Regions from separate parts of the Mus musculus genome. Here region 2 is linked to region 1. A link is a contact called in public HiChIP or PLAC-seq data. All regions are on one chromosome and are shown on one strand. Each heading gives the region's core, a stretch centred on a gene start, on an enhancer-like site or on the middle of the called end of the contact. The rest is flanking DNA. Distances are from core to core; before and after follow the strand shown.

What was found. HiChIP or PLAC-seq counts read pairs in DNA pulled down with a chosen protein or histone mark.
Region 2: an H3K4me3 HiChIP or PLAC-seq map of bone marrow-derived macrophages shows a contact between it and region 1, with 7 times the contacts expected there. The contact joins the enhancer-like site here to the promoter of Rfxank in region 1. A contact is called at or near these places in 13 of 39 promoter capture datasets (the 3T3-L1 cell line, 3T3-L1-derived adipocytes, the HPC-7 cell line and 8 more), 1 of 15 datasets of contacts at CTCF or cohesin (pro-B cells), 17 of 484 Hi-C or Micro-C datasets (the Ba/F3 cell line, CD4 T cells, CD8 T cells and 9 more), 12 of 115 datasets of contacts at active chromatin or transcription factors (bone marrow-derived macrophages, double positive thymocytes, embryonic limb bud and 7 more) and 3 of 9 other capture datasets (adipose tissue, liver and pancreatic islet).

What each region holds. Positions count from the first base shown.
Region 1 is chr8:70,137,301-70,141,463 of GRCm38.p6, forward strand. Rfxank (regulatory factor X-associated ankyrin-containing protein) reads right to left here and starts at 1,897. Exons shown (of 9, transcript NM_011266.2): 1 at 1,621-1,897; 2 at 729-923. The coding sequence starts at 915. It overlaps Gm45929 (predicted gene, 45929), which reads left to right and starts at 2,199. Exons shown (of 9, transcript NM_001310055.1): 1 at 2,199-2,472. It overlaps Borcs8 (BLOC-1 related complex subunit 8), which reads left to right and starts at 2,199. Exons shown (of 6, transcript NM_001145552.2): 1 at 2,199-2,472. The coding sequence starts at 2,436.
Region 2 is chr8:69,865,441-69,869,939 of GRCm38.p6, forward strand. Pbx4 (pre B cell leukemia homeobox 4) reads left to right here. Exons shown (of 8, transcript NM_001024954.2): 5 at 1,028-1,163. Among named protein-coding and RNA genes, the nearest start is that of Gm33746, 16 kb to the right of the region's middle. Within about 2 kb of position 2,516, at least 40 of the 459 cell types and tissues checked have an H3K27ac peak or open chromatin away from gene starts, as enhancers often do. A contact at or near this core is called in 3T3-L1-derived adipocytes, bone marrow-derived macrophages, liver and 2 more, where this site is marked.

The DNA.
Region 1 (4,163 bases), core at 647-3,146:
AGATCTTAAATGAGAATAAGGGTAAGAAACCATCCCTAGAGATGGGGTCACTAGCATGACCTTATCCCCGGGGAAACCAACGCTTTACTTTCTAAATCATTTACAACACTATTATGATAGAGAAAAACTTTCCCAACTATAAAATTTCATGAGCCTGTGCCCTCTGAAAGAACAAGTTCTCTAAACAACTCAGCTGTCACTCTGCCCACCCCCACCACCCTTTTGAAGACAGGGTTCTCTATGAGGTCTTGGTGGTCCTAGAACTCCGGGGACTACCTGCCTTTGTCTTTTGAGTATTGGGATTAAAGTTATGTGCCAACCATACCTGGCAAATCTTTAAAGAATACACACACACACACACATATGTACACATACATATATATACACATATATATGTATATATTTTGGGGGGGGGTTGAGACAGGGTTTCTCTGTGTAGCCTTGGCTATCCTGGAACTCACTCTGTAGACCAGGCTGGCCTCAAACTCAGAGATCCACCTGCCTCTGCTTCCCAAGTGCTGGAATTAAAGGCGTGCGCCACCACGCCCAGCAGGAATATATATTTTATATATACTTCTACATACATGTACCATATTACACACACACACACACACACACATACACGACAATAAAAATAACCTAGGAGGGTGGAGGGGAAGAGTGATGAAAGCAGAGATGTGGTCTGGAACTTGACAGTCTCCCTCACCAGAGCCCAGAGTGGTTCTCACCCTGCAGTGAGGATGCACTGGCATCTGCTTCAGGATTCACAGCGTCTGGGGTGCAGGGGAACAGGCTGAGGACGACAGTGTCTGAGTTCTCTGGGGACTCATCTCTGGTGTCCTCAGGATCCTCTAGGTCAGGAACAGGAGGTTGCTGGTTTGGGACAAGGTTCTCTGCAACCTGAGTGGGCTCCATGGAGGAAGCTGGAGTGAAGAGATGACAGTAATTAGCCAAATCTCGTGGTCCCCAAGATGGCTCAGTTGGTAAAGGCGCTTGTCACCAAGTCAGATGACCCAATTTTGATTCCAGGAACCCACAGGGTGGAGGGAAAAAACTGACCCTGGTAAATTGTCCTCTGACCTCCACACCAAACCCACAGCACAGCCTGCCCACAAAATAAATGAATAAATGAGTTCTTATCTGGGGCTGGAGCTTGGTTAGGTGGGGCATGATAGTGCACACCTTTAGTCCTAGTACTTGGGAGGCAGAGGCAGGTAGATCCCTTTGAGTTCAAGACTAGCCTAGTCTAAATAGTGAATTCCAGGACAGCCATGGTCTGCATATTGAGCCTTGCTTTATGACGCCGGGAAAACTGTGGCTTTAGATAAATATCATTGTTAATAAATTAACACCAGAAGCCAAGGCAATAAAATGAGGGTTCTGGCAGCAGTCTGGGTTCCAATCACTTACAAGCTATAAAAACCTAGTCTATGACTAAGCTGAGCCTCATTCCCTCGTTAATAAGGTGAAGATGTAAGGCCTCAGAGAGGTCATATCAGAAAACATCATAGAGAGATACTAATGTCAAACTTATCAATGTCCCACTGTGGTTATTTGGGCCGGAATCCCCCAAAATGACTTAGGACTCAACAAAAGATGCGACGTGTAAGATCCACTCACCTCCCTCCAGCCTCCTCTGTGTCCCTACGCTGCCAGCCTTGGTCTTCCAAAACTCAGGAAGCTCTGTTCACAAACTTTTCTGGTTCAGTAGATCTCGTAAAGAGCAAGTTGGTGACCAGACGCTCAGTTCTCTAGCTTCCTCTCCTGGGACATAGAGCAGCAACTTAATACGCGACGACTACTCCTACTGGAAAACTCCTCCACTGCGCCTGCGCACCCTTGCCCTGCAAAAGTACCAAAAAATAAAAAATAAAAACCCGAAGCTGCTTCTAGCGCTTTAAGACTGGAGGGAGGAGCGTGGCTTCCGCTGAGGCCAATGGGTACAGTGGCGCATGCGCACGCTATCCTTCCTAAAGGGCTGAAGGAGCCTTAGACTCGCTGAAGATTTTATTGCGCGTGCGCTTCCCCGCCCCATGCACCGCCCCCTCCTGTCTGCCCCAATCGGATCCACAGACGGTGGGAGGGCGGAGCATTTGCCCCACGGGGCGGAGACACATGGGCGGGACTTGTCAAATTTAAAGAGACCGAATATTATTGTTACTTTGTCCATAACAATTTCCCTGCCCTGGTCCCTGAGAATTATCTGTACGTGTAGCAGGGAGTCCTTGACGAGGCATACTATAACATCAAGAAATCTCTATCCTCCCGACACGCTCGCATAGGACTGCCTCCTTCCGTCTATCTCGTGTCTGAATAGAAGTTACCTCGTAAGAGGAGCCAGCGCACAGGACGCCAGAACCCATACCTGAACGTTTAAACGTCTCAACCTCCCGACTTCCGCTTCCGGTTTCTGGGCTCTGCTGGCTGCCTTCACTATGGAAGAACCTGAGATGCAGCTGAAGGGAAAGAAAGGTGTTGCGGGACCCTAGAGGGGTTGGAGGGGCCTAGAGAGGGCAACGCGGGAAGGTACATGACAAAGAGCCGCCGTAGACCTCCCGGCCTGCGGGGTTCGATGGAAAAGGGAGGCCGGTGTCTCCCGCCGGGAGGTGTTGTGATGTATAATGATCCCGGGCAGGAAAAGGCTCTTTTCTACTTCTGAGATAAGGTCCCGGGATGTAACCCTGGCTATATTGGAACTCGCTGTGTAGACCGGGATGGTCTCAAACCTCTCTGCCTTCTGAGAGTTGGAATTAAAAGCAGAATCCATCCAGGTCCCTGCTCAGTGTAATGTGGTTTTTAGCCTGTGAATACGTAAAGGAGTATGTGGGCTTGGTGGCGCAATACTCTAATCCTCTCTTCTCAAGAGACAAGAAATTGAAGGCCAGTTTGGTCTGCACATTGAAACTCAAATCTCGAGAGAAGAGCTGGGGCTTTAGCTCAGTCGTAAACACTTTGACCAGCGCATTCAAAGCTCTGGGTTTGATCCCCGACACTGCAAAATATATTAAGGACCAGATAAGTAGATTATTTTCTTTAGCTGATGGGAGCCCTGCGTGGTAAGAGGAGTTGGTGTCATCTGCCACCATTAGCCTGGTCAGAGCTTGTCTGATACAGGAAGGAGTGGGGGATGAAGGGGACTGAAGTTGGAAGCAACAGGATCCTTGATGGATGGAGCAGGAAGAATAGAGATTTCCTGACTGGGAAAGCTGTTGGTCAAAGTCTACCCTGGGATGATGGTTTTGGTGCAGTTGACTTGTGGTAGGAACATGAGTTCTGGAGTAAAGGAAACAGGCTTAACAGGAACTTGAATGGATTCTGCAGAGGGCAGCCTTAGCAGGCATGTTTCTGGAACAGGGCCTGTGATATACCTCAGAGCTGTTCCCACACAGCAAGGGACGTGGCCTTCCACATCATTCCTGCCACAGAGTAGAGGCCTCACGAGATTGTGGACTTTAGGCACCTTTGAGTTCTGTGTTCATCCTCTGGGCAGCTGGATATGGTGGTACATGCTTCTCTTCCCTTGGGAGCACTTGGGAGGCAAAGGCAGGCAGAGGAATTGCTGTGAGTTAAGGACAGCTTAGTCAACACAGTGAGTTACAGGGAATCCAGAGCTACTAGATTCTAGTATGATGTTCCATACTGCTCTCCAGTATGCTCCAGTTATAAAGGGGGAGGGAAGCTGTCAGTGGCTTTAGTACCATCCACCAATGTCCTCTGAAAGTGGGTCTGGGGAGAGAAGATTGTGAGTTCATGTGTTTGCTGATGCCCCCTTGAGTTAGGCCTTGCTGTCTAGAGACCATCCCTGGACCTGCAGATGACAGTTAAAGTGGTGCACCCTGGCGGCTCCTCTCTAACTCCTGTTGGGCTCAGAGATTGAACAATCAGGAGTGTAATGTGGGTGGGCCTTAGCTGGCAGAGTGTTGCCTGGCATGCATGAAACCCTGGGTTATATGTCCAGCACTGAATAAACTAGGTATGGTGTCACACATCTGCAGTCCCAGCACTCAGGAGATGGAGGCAGGAAGATTAGGAGTTCAAAGTCATTCTTGCTTACAGAAAACTAAAGTCTAGGGGGCTGGTGAGATGGCTCAGTGGGTAAGAGCACCCGACTGCTCTTCCGAAGGTCCGGAGTTCAAATCCCAGCAACCACATGGTGGCTCACA
Region 2 (4,499 bases), core at 1,266-3,765, 270 kb before region 1:
ATGGCTCCACATGGGTCAGGGAACCCAGACTCGGGTCTTCTTACATGTTCCTTACCTACTGGGGCATCTGTAAAGCCCCTGATTGACCGGGATTGCTCACTCAGTTAAGTGTTCGCTGTGCAGTCAGAAGGACCTGAGTTTGCACACCCAGCACCCACATAAAAAGCCAGAAATAGGCCAGCAATATGGTGCAGGGGGTAAAGGAACTTGCTGCAAAAGTCTCAAAACCTGAATTTGATCCCAGAAATGACCTGAACCTGCAGGAATAAGGGTTCTAAATGTTGAAGTGTTAAGTAGGAGGGTCGAGAGGAGATAAGCAATAGCTGGGACCAGGAGACCTTGCATAAGTGACGACTTCTGCTAAGAGAGTTTGTTCAGAAGTACATCACCCTATATACTATTTTCAGAGGGGAAATGGCAAGGCTGGGAGAGAGCAAAGTCAAGCAAAGAGTACATAAGGTGCTCAGACAGAGCTGCTTAAGGACCGACAACCACAGCCTGGGGGCAGAGCCAGGTCCCCGGAAGCTGCAGTCTTGGCTTCTCTGAGGCTCTGGACAGGCACACAGAGCTAGTGTTCTCTTTGTCCTCTCATCTGGGTCTCTGGTGTGTGCACACACACAGACATACACACACACACACACACACACAGACACACATAAACACACACATACACACACACACACTTCTACACACACAGACACTTACACACAGACACATACACACACATACACTCACACATGCACACACACACACACACACAAAGACTTTTTAAAGCCAGGAGCTGCTGCAACCCAGGCACTGGAAACATGGAGACGGGCTGGTCCCTAGGCCTGCTGATCACCTCTGCCCAGTGAGTGAGCTCCAGGTTCAGTGCGAGACCACACCTCAAAGAAAGAAGATGGAGAGTGATGGAGGACACAGGCACCCACCCACCTCTGGCCTGTACATGCACAGGAGATTAGGGACATGAGAGATGTGACTCTACCCCAGCAGGGAAGCACTGCAGACTGGGCATCTCTGTCTGTAGGCGCAAGCGGCGGAATTTCAGCAAGCAGGCCACAGACGTGCTGAATGAATATTTCTATTCCCATTTGAGCAACCCTTACCCCAGTGAAGAGACCAAAGAAGAGCTGGCCAGGAAGGGTGGCATCACAGTGTCCCAGGTGAGCCCTTCTGCCCCGGGGATGGGGTGGGGGTGGGGCCTCAGACTCCTGGAGGAGTTACTTAATAATGTATGAAGGAGACTCCTGGGAAAGTTACTTAATGTATGGGGAGGACTCCTAGGAAAGTTTGTTAATATGGGAGGAGGGAAGACTCCTGGGAAAGTTATTGCTGTGTGGGGAGGACCCATGGGGAAGTTCCTTACTGTGTGGGGAGGACCCGTGGGGAAGTTCCTTACTGTGTGGGGAGGACCCGTGGGGAAGTTCCTTACTGAGTGGGGAGGACCCGTGGGGAAGTTCCTTACTGTGTGGGAGGACCCATGGGGAAGTTCCTTACTGTGTGGGGAGGACCCGTGGGGAAGTTCCTTACTGTGTGGGAGGTCCCATGGGGAAGTTCCTTACTGTGTGGGGAGGACCCGTGGGGAAGTTCCTTACTATGTGGGAGGACCCGTGGGGAAGTTCCTTACTGTGTGGGAGGACCCATTGGGAAGTTCCTTACTGTGTGGGAGGACCCATTGGGAAGTTCCTTACTGTGTGGGGAGGACCTGTGGGGAAGTTCCTTACTGTGTGGGAGGACCCATGGGGAAGTTCCTTACTGTGTGGGGAGGACCTGTGGGGAAGTTCCTTACTGTGTGGGAGGACCCATGGGGAAGTTCCTTACTGTGTGGGAGGACCCATGGGGAAGTTCCTTACTATGTGGGAGGACCCATGGGGAAGTTCCTTACTGTGTGGGAGGACCCATGGGGAAATTCCTTACTGTGTGGGAGGACCCCATTGGGAAGTTCCTTACTATGTGGGAGGACCCATTGGGAAGTTCCTTACTGTGTGGGGAGGACCTGTGGGGAAGTTCCTTACTGTGTGGGAGGACCCATGGGGAAGTTCCTTACTGTGTGGGGAGGACCCGTGGGGAAGTTCCTTACTGTGTGGCCCTGGTCAGGTGCCTCAGCCTGGCTCTGCTCCAATCCCGGCTCTGCGCTGTGAATTAGAATTTTGGTGGGGACTCTGCTCCCTCTCCTAGAAGAGGAGTGCGAGAGTGTCATGGCACCTCAAGGTGCTGGTGTGAGCTCTAGGAGACTGGCAGCTCAGGCTCCTGGGACCCGTGTGGTTGCAGCAGGACAGATATGTAGTATGAGCTCTGCTGGGTGAGTGAGAAACCTGACCCTGTTTGGCAACAATCACCTTTGCCTTTCTTGGAATTGGAGGCAAAGGAGAGAGTGACTAGAGGCCATAGTGCTAAGAGAACATTCCTGAAGTTTCAGAGTGAGTGGCGGGAAGGCAGGGCCAGCACTGGAGCCAGGAGTGCAAGCCCCACAGGCTGCAGCATGGGGTCACTCAGCCACAGCTCCTCTGACATTAGTCACTGCAGCCCTGTCACATGCCATGTTCCTCCTTGCTTCACAGTTGGAAAGGGTGAGTGTCCTGCCCTTAGGCACTGCCCTCAGCCCAGGCTGTTCTAGTTATGTCTCCGTGACAGAGCCCAGGGTCCTATTCCTCAGGGAGCAGTCGGACGTCCTCACAAGGCCAGAGCTGAGGGCAGGGTCTGCACCTCTGGTCAGAGTGTAAGCCTGGGAGCTTGGGCACTATGGACAGTGTGAACAACAGGCAGATCACCCCACCCTTCTGCCCCTGGCACCATGTTGCTGGTGCCAGGTCCTCCAGGGAACAGAGTAAGCAAGGTTCAAAGGCCCTGCTACATCCAGGGCCACTCCTATTGGGTGACCTGGGCCCTGTGCTAGAAGCTTCACTCCACTTTGTCACATCCCCTAGTCGGTGACAGGATCTACTAAAGTGGCCTGCCATATTAGTTAAGAGAGGTTTTGAATTTGGGGTACAGAGGAGTAGGCCATGAGGTGCACCTCAGCAGAAGTCAAGAGAAAGGAAACACCATTAGGGCACCTCAGGCTGAGGAAACCCCAAGGGCAGCTGAGCCAAGGGTGAGGTAGGGTCTCTCTGTGGAGATGAGTTTCCTGCCGGCCACTGAACCCTCTCAGCAGTGCTCAAATCCACACTGAAACTCTGATCTTTGTCTAGAGCCATGAAGAGTTGAGTAGCCTGTGTCCAAGCTATAGAGGAAGGTCACTTGAACCCAGGAATCCAGTCCATCTGGGTAACACAGTTAGATCCTTATGTCAAAAAGAAAATACAGGACTGGGCCTGGTAGAGCATCCCTTCAGTCCCAGCCATCAGGAGATGACAGGCATCTCTGTGAGTTCAAGGCTAACCTGGTTTACACAGAGAGTTCCAGGACAGCCAGGGCTATACAGAGAAACTCTGGGGGGGGGGGAGAGGAGGGGGAGGAGGAGGAGGAAAGTAGTAGTAGTGGTCATTGTCATAGACATCGTCATAGACGTAGTCATGGTACTATAGTGGAGTTAGAGAGCTGGCTCAGAAGTTAAGAGTACCGACTGCGCTGGGCATGGTGGCGAACGCCTTTAATCCCAGCACTCAGGAGGTAGAGGAGGCAGAGGCAGAGGCAGAGGCAGAGGCAGAGGCAGAGAGAGAGGCAGAGAGGCAGAGAGGCAGAGAGGCAGAGGCAGAGGAGGCAGAGGCAGGCGGATTTCTGAGTTCCAGGCCAGCCTGGTCTACAAAGTGAGTTCCAGGACAGCCAGGGCTACACAGAGAAACCCTGTCTCAAAAAAAAAAAAAAAAAGAGTACCAACTGCTTTTCTAGACTACCTGGGTTCAATTCCCAGCACCCACATGGCAGCACACAGCCATCTTTAACTTTAGTTCCAGGATGTCCCATGCCCTCTTCCCACCTCTAGCAGCCCCAGACATGCACAGGCACACATGCACATGCATGCATGCAGGCAAAGCACGCAAGCACATCTAACAAAATGAAAGCACCTTAGAGAGCACTAAGCACCTGGTGGAGGTGTGGCCCTCCCTGCAGGACAGGACAGAGCCCTGCAGTTACCTGGGGCCTTTTCCCTGTTTTGTTCAATTGGGTGAAGTTGTTTAGCTGGATCTCACTTCAGCCTAGGCTGGCCTTGAATTTACAGCAGTCCTCCTGCTTCAGCCTCTCAGAGTCTATGCTAACAAGTATGAGCTATTAAGCTGGTACCATTTTGTTTGTTTGTTTGTTTGTACTAGAGTTGGTATTATTATTTTTTATATTTGTGTATTTATTTGTGGGGGGTGTACGCGTGTGTGCAGTCTCCTCTTGCACCAATCCGTGCATCGATCACTGTGCGTGTGTGGTGCCTGTCACTGAAGAAATGGAGAGATCTGAGGACAGCTTTAGCAGTTATTCCCCTCTCCTGCCACTGTGTGGCTCCTCGGAATTGAACTCAGGTCATCAAACTTGGCACCTTTAAGCCATCTGGATCAGCCCCTGAG